Regions from separate parts of the Mus musculus genome. Here region 2 is linked to region 1. Evidence: chromatin contacts called from public promoter capture Hi-C data. All regions are on one chromosome and are shown on one strand. The core of a region is the stretch at or near the end of the contact, and the rest is flanking DNA. Distances in the headings are between cores, read along the strand shown. Region 1 overlaps Cyp4f13 (cytochrome P450, family 4, subfamily f, polypeptide 13). Region 2 has its middle 7.7 kb from the start of Actl9.

What was found. Capture Hi-C pulls out chosen DNA fragments and counts their contacts.
Region 2: a contact with region 1 is called in a promoter capture Hi-C map of adipose tissue. The contact joins two enhancer-like sites. A contact is called at or near these places in 3 of 39 promoter capture datasets (the 3T3-L1 cell line, hematopoietic stem and progenitor cells and hippocampal neurons) and 1 of 9 other capture datasets (adipose tissue).

The regions. Positions count from the first base shown.
Region 1 is chr17:32,923,229-32,926,801 of GRCm38.p6, reverse strand. Cyp4f13 (cytochrome P450, family 4, subfamily f, polypeptide 13) reads left to right here. Exons shown (of 13, transcript NM_130882.1): 10 at 979-1,112; 11 at 1,201-1,265; 12 at 1,396-1,478; 13 at 1,848-2,114. The coding sequence ends at 2,025. Among named protein-coding and RNA genes, the nearest start is that of Cyp4f14, 7.7 kb to the right of the region's middle. Within about 2 kb of position 1,926, at least 244 of the 459 cell types and tissues checked have an H3K27ac peak or open chromatin away from gene starts, as enhancers often do. A contact at or near this core is called in adipose tissue, where this site is marked.
Region 2 is chr17:33,438,715-33,442,395 of GRCm38.p6, reverse strand. No RefSeq gene overlaps it. Among named protein-coding and RNA genes, the nearest start is that of Actl9, 7.7 kb to the right of the region's middle. Within about 2 kb of position 2,290, at least 45 of the 459 cell types and tissues checked have an H3K27ac peak or open chromatin away from gene starts, as enhancers often do. A contact at or near this core is called in adipose tissue, where this site is marked.

The DNA.
Region 1 (3,573 bases), core at 677-3,176:
ACCCCACCACCACACCATACATATACATATAAGTTTTAAAACATCACTCATTTTCTTCAAAAGTTTTCTGAATTCTATAACTTAGTGGCTCTTGGAAAAATCCCACTTCCACACAGAGACCCAGAGAGTGCTCACTTCTTTGTGTCTTCATCAGAATATATTGGAGAACTTGAAAGTGATGAACAACCTGAAAAGTTGGGGCACACTGTGCTATATAAATGAACACCACTGTACAGACATGCTGAACATGGCAATCAGCTTTAGATCCACCACACATGCCTTTTTCTTTGACATATCAAATAACTTTGTTTTCCTAACTTTGGAATTTCTATGCTTTTCTTTCTTTTCCGGTATACAAGAACTCTTTTTAAAAATGTTTTTAATCTTTTGTTTTTTGAGACACAGTCTCACTATGTAGGCTGTCTTAGAACTCAGTATGTTGTGTTCAGCTGGGTCCCTGAGCTGCCATCTGTCCACTACAGGTAGCCTCTACACATGCCTATATCCACAGTGTCTGCAGCACAGGGCCCTCTCCTGCCTCTGTACATGTCTATATCCTCAGTGTCTGCAGCAAGGACCCTCTGCTGCCTCTGTACTTGTCTACATCCTCACACCGACAGGCCCCCAGCTTCCTATGGCCCTTTCAACAGTAGTGCAGTTGTCCCTTGAGCCTCCCACAGGCTCCTGCAGGAGGCTCTCACAAATGCTCCTTATGTAACCGCTCTGGGCTTTGACTTTTCAAATTCTCCCATCACGAGACCATTAAAATTTAGTTTCTGAGTTGGAGGCCAAGCTGGTCCACTGACAAGTCTCTTCTGGCCTCCACAGACATATAGCACACATGAACATGGATAATTTTAAATTTTTATTATTTTTAAGAACAAACAGTATTTTAGGTACAGAACTGTGGATCAGTCTCACTCGGTGGCAGAGAGACTTTGTTTTTGCTCCTGGACAATTGTGTGCTGTCTTCCTTAGGGACGACTTGGCCCAGCTACCCTTCCTGACCATGTGCATCAAGGAGAGTCTGCGGCTGCATCCCCCAGTCTTATTAATCTCCCGATGCTGCACCCAGGACGTTCTGCTGCCAGATGGCCGGGCCATCCCCAAAGGTGCCCTCAGTATCGTGGAAGGAGGGGCCTGGGTAGGACGGTGGTCCCCAGAAGCATCGTGGACCTGACCTGTCTCCTTACTCAACAGGGAACATCTGTGTCATCAGCATTTTCGGGGTTCACCACAACCCTTCAGTCTGGCCAGACCCTGAGGTGCGACTCTACCCTTTCCCCAACTCTGGAGCCTGGAGAAGAGGCACAAGCCTACCAGAGAAACCAGAGCTACCATCCTGGACATGGGGAAGAGACATGACCCACTAGCGTAGTCTTTCTTGGCCTACAGGTCTACAACCCCTTTAGATTTGACCCAGAAAACCCACAGAAAAGGTCACCTCTGGCTTTTATTCCCTTCTCAGCGGGGACCAGGTGAGGAAGTGGTCTTGGGTGAGGGGGGCGGGGGGAGTCTGGGTCCGACAGTGGGACCAGGGGACAGTTGGGTGAATGAGGATTCTGTGTCTCCTCCCCGACCTTTGCCTGCGTTTTGTGCAAAGGTCTGCAGAGCCTGCGGTGGCAAGGTCAAAGGCTGATGCTTTGTACTCAGAATCACGCCCAGGTCTGCACTGGGCGCTGGGACTAGGCCAGGTCCCAGAAATGCGGACACCCACGCAGGGTCCCAGGCACATCAGTGCCCCCTTGGCCCTCCTGACCGTGGGGGGAGGGGACTGAGCCAGGTTGGGTCCGAGGATGCCTGGCTGGTTCCTCGCGCAATCAGAGTTCCCACCCGTCCTCCCGCAGGAACTGCATAGGACAGACTTTCGCCATGAGCGAGATAAAGGTAGCGCTGGCGCTGACCCTGCTGCGCTTCCGCATCCTGCCAGATGACAAGGAGCCGCGCCGGAAGCCAGAGCTGATCCTGCGCGCAGAGGGCGGGCTGTGGCTGCGGGTGGAGCCGCTGAGCGCCGGCGCACAGTGACCTCACAGCTGCCTTGGAACCAGCTCACCCATGCTCCTACCTCTTTAAATCTCTGAATAAACAGAACTGCCTCCTGTTCTTTGAGTGACTATGAGCATCAGACCAAAATTTTATCACAAGATCCTCAATGCCTCCTGGGTGGTCCCCGAGGGTCTCCGTGCTGATGAGACTTCTACTGGAAGACCTTGTGAGCCACCGCGGATATTTAAGCAGGAGAGGGGAGCAGGTTTTCCAGTACATTTGAGGCTCAGTGGTCATTGAGGCAAACCCTTATATTCACTATGTTTCCACCTTTATTCTATTTCATCAAATTTAGAGCTATGTCCTGCTTCTGTCCTTCTGGCACAACATTTAAGAGTGGAACACTACACTAGACCTGGCCTGTTACATATGAAGGGATAGTTGTAGAATCTGAAGCAGGTTGTTCCTTAAGCGAGGGGAATCTTGGAACCGCTGGGGATGGTTTTATATAATTTTCAGGCCTTGTGACGACTAAAGCAGCTAACTCTACATGAATCACACCGACAGGGCCCCCAGCTTCCAATGACCCTTTCAACAGTAGTGCAGTTGTCCCTTGAGCCTTCCACAGGCTCCTGCAGGAGGCTCTCACAAATGTACCTTATGTAACCGCTCTGGGCTTTGACTTTTCAAATTCTCCCATCACGAGACCATTAACATTTAGTTTCTGAGTTGGAGGCCAAGCTGGTCCACAAAGTGAGTTCCAGGACAGCCAAGGCTACACAGAAAACCCTGTCTCTAAAAACAAAACAGAAACTGAGTTTCAGTTGATCACACATCTATAGTCCCCAGTACTTGGGAGACAGAAGCAGAGGGATGTTGGAGCAGAGGCTGAAGTCAGCTTTTGTTATCCAATGAAATACTGTCTGGAAGGGGGCAGTGATCTGTTGGTAGAATGCCTAGCATGCAAGACACACCCCGTAATCTGGGCTTGGTGTTACAAGCCTAAAATTTAGCACTTGAGAGTTGGAGACAGAAGGATCAGAAATTTCAGGTCATCCTTGGCTACACAAGTTCCAAGGTAGCCTGAGATACATGAGGCACCACCTCAAAAAAAACATTATTTAAAATATTTTTTTTCTTTTCTGTTGTGGGAAATGGCTTCAGAACAAAAATCTTCAAGTCCATTTTATTTTTACCTTTCTGCCCTCATTTAAATTGTCTCTAGTGTTTCTTTGTTTTGTTTTTTTACTTTTGGTTTGGGTTTTTGGGGTGCTGTGCTGGAATTGGGCCCAGGGTCCATGTGAGGCAAGTGCTTCCCCACTGAGCTACCCTCCCAGCTGACCCTGTACTGTATTGCCTTTGCAGGTAACGTATTCCCTTAAAGAGCTGGGACAGTATTCAGGTGTGAGCTCTGCATGCAGCTAGAAATGTAACCCATATAACTTAGCTGACCTTGAATTGATGCACATCTTAAGTGAGGTTTTAATTGTTTACAAGTATTTGAGACAGGGTCTCACTGTGTAACCCTAGCTAGTCTGGTGCTTGCAATGGAGAGCAGGCTGGCCTCAAAGATCTATTAGTCTGTAT
Region 2 (3,681 bases), core at 1,041-3,540, 520 kb before region 1:
AGATAAAGGGAAAGTGGAGCAGGAGGAGGGAGAGAGAAGAAGGAGAAAATGGAAGAGGGAGAGGATATAGAGGAGGGGAAGAAGAAGAAAAGCAGAGCAGAAGCACATGGCCTGAAGAAACCTCAAGTTCTAAGTGGTTTCATAGATGTGGAAGATGGTAGTGTAGCAGTAGATCTGCCCAATCTATGGAAAATAGCATGTATTCATATTAATTGAGTTGTGTTTTCATCGCTGGGGCATATTTGGGGGGGGGAGAGATTAATTGCAACAGGGAAACACACTCAGGTCCTTTGGAAGAACGAGCAGTCAAGCCCTGAACTATCTCCCCAGAACTCATTTCCCCATTAATTTAGTGTGTGCCTCTGTGTGTTTGTATATATGGGTGCTCATACACACTGCACTGTACCTTTGTAGAGCTTAGAGGGAAACCTAGAGGATACGTTAAGCACTTTCTGTGCTTTCTGTCTGAGAAAAAAAAAATCTCTCATTGACATGGAACTTTGCCATGTAGACCAGGAACTTCCAGGGAGCCATTTGCTTCCACCTTCTATCTTTAAAAAACAAACAAACAAACAAACAAACATTTATTTATTTATTTATTTACATCCGAAATGCTGTCCTCCAGTCCCTCTCTCATTCTCCTCTGAGAGGGTGGGGTCCCCACTGAGTATCATACATCCCTGTCACACCAAATTTCTGTCAGATTAGGCGCATCCTCTCCCACTGAGGCCAAACAAGGAAGCCCTTTTGGAGAGTGGGTAGCACAGTCATCTGCCCTCTGTCCTGATATTGCTGAGATTATGGGGCATGCCATCATATGCAACTTCTTCCTTTTCTTCTTTTCTTCCCTCCCCTCTTTCTTCCCTTCTCTCTCTTCTTTCTTCTTTCCTTTCCCTCCCTCCCTCCCTCCCTCCCTCCCTCCCTCCCTCCCTCCCTCCCTCCCTCTCTTTGTTCTCCTCCCCCCCCCCCCTTTGCTCTGGGAACTAAAGTTTCCTCACATTGTGAGGCAAGTGTTTATTGACTGAGCCATCTCTCCAGTCCCTCCTTCCCCTTTTGGATCTAGGCTGGCCTTAGACTACATAAAAAAGGCTGACTTTGAACTCTGATCTCCTGCCTTCATCTATCCTGAACTATACAATGATACACAGCCTAATTTTTTGTTAGGTCTTCTGCCAGCCCAGATTGAACTAGGGCATACCCTTGTGCTCTCCTTTTAGCCATATTTCCTGTGTTTCAAAACAGGAAAGAAGAAAAAGTGCAAGCGTAGTTGAGTAGAGGGGAATGGGAAGGGCAGCTAAAGAAAGGTTTAGAAAGATGGGCAGAACTTATTTGCATGTTATAAAAAGTCACCAGTAAATTCTGAGCAGTGGACAGTATGTTCTGATTTATGATTTCTAAGACCTGTGTAATGATCCCCCCTGGAGAGAGATCAGGGTCCTAAGAGCTGGGAAGGTATCTCAGTGGGTAAGAGTGTTTACTATGTAAATATGACAGACTGCATTTGGATCCCCAGACTCATGTAAAAGCTGTGCATGACTGTGAATGCCTGTAACCCCAGCACTGAGAGATAGGAAATGGGCTTATCTTGGAAACTCACTGGTTATCCAGACTAGCAGAAATGTCCAACTTGAGATTCAACAAGACCACACTTTAAGAGAAGAGGGCAGAGAAGTAGAAGTACAGCAGGATATCCAATGCTATCCTTTGGCCTCTGCACACAAGTTTATAAGTGTACTCCCTCTGCAATTCATACATCACACACAGACACACACAGACACACACACAGACACACAGACATACACAGACAGATAGACACACAAACACCCACACACAGACACACACACAGACACACACACACACAGACACACAGACACACACACACACCCACACAGACACACACACAGACACACACACACATGCACACACACACACTTGAAGGTTCCTGTAGGACAAAGGACTGGGCTGGGATCAGAAGGCTCGAGAGAGGGAATGGATTCTGGTGTCTTCAGAACAAAAGGACTTGGACTTCTGTGAAAGGGACAGATGCCAGCAACTGCGAGTTGGAGAAACCTGGTCTAAAAGTGATAGACTGTCTCGGGCACAAGGACTTGGGAGGCAGAGAGACCCCCATGCCTTCTTGACTTTATTTTTCCTAGATCACTGTGTGTGATCAATGTATATTTGTGAATGACTTTAGCCAGAACTGAGGGATCTGGGCTCTCTGGGTTTGAGATCACATGGGCTTTAGGGTGTGTGTGGGCAGATGTTATCGTCTGGCGCTGGGTGGAGCCTAATGATTCATTCGACGGGGTGAGAGTTCTAATAATATCCAGGTAGTGATCTCATCTCTGGGAGTATGCAAATGGGAATGCTCTGGGCCTGGAGTGGTTGTAGATGGACTAATCCATGGAATTGTAAAGTCAGTTTAGTTTAAACAGTCTAGTGTCCTAGTAGGCTGGGGGAAGGTGGGTTTTCTGAACATTACACACTTCTAGTGGCATTTGAGACAGTCTATTTTTTTTCATTGATAATTTCAGACACATATGTGTTCTGAATAAATTTACCCTACTTCTTCCCCTCCCATTCTTCCTATACCCCCTCCATGTTTCCCTCCCAACTTCAGTGCTGTTTTTCATTGTCTTCCTCTGTGTCCTACCTCACCCCGCCCCCAAACCCAACCTCTGCCTCCCTCTTTCTCTCCCTCGGCTCTCTCCCCCTTTTATAAGTGAAATTTCCTCTCTTCTCAACTTCCACCCGCTTCTCATTTGGAGGAGTTTCCTCCTGATGCCTCTACCCTTGCCTTTGAACCTGTTGTTTTAAAGCCCCCTTTGGGGGGTCCAACACCACCTTCGCAGGGATCACCTAAGAGCATTAGAAAACACAGATATTTATATCACAATTCATAACAATAGCAAAATTGAAGTTATGAAGTAGCAATGAAAATAATTTTATGGTTGGAATGGGATCACCACAACTTGAGGAATGCAGGGTTGTAGCATTAGAGTCAAAGCTATCATGGTCTCTTAAACTTGAAGGTGCTGCCCCCTGGTGGGAAGAACTAAAAGTGTCTGCTTTCACCTTGGTAACCTGGCAGATTGGCAGATTTAGGGTAGGCCTCAACCCCTAGGCTAGAATGTATAATTAGCCTGTTAGTCTTGCCATTCCCCCACCCCACCCCTCTCCCTGACCCCCTCCTCCCTCCTCTCTTTTTCTTCTTAAAATGAATTTTGCTTTCATTAAAAACCTAGCATACATGTTTTATCTTACTATATTTTATTTCCTTATGTTTTGTTGTTACCTCTGAAAAGCCCGTTCCTTCCTAATGGAAGACAGAAAGGGAGTGGATCCGAATGGGAGGGGAAGTGGGGGAGGAACTGTGAGTAGAGGGAGGAGCAACTGTAATTAGGATATATTATATGAGAAAAAAATCTATTTTTTAATAAAAGGAAGGGAAAGAAAAATTAGCATACAAAGTAACAGATTTTCTTAGGGCATTTTATACTCAGTTTTGGTTGATTCCCTACTTCTCTCCCTCCCTTCCTTCCTGTTTGTAGTCTTTTATTCCGCCATAAAAATAAAATTGTGAGCTTTGTAGGAAAATGGGTAGAACTGGAAGATATACTAAGTGAAGTAATCCAGCAAACTTCTGGGCCAAATTACAGTGCTTCACAAAGAAGCACA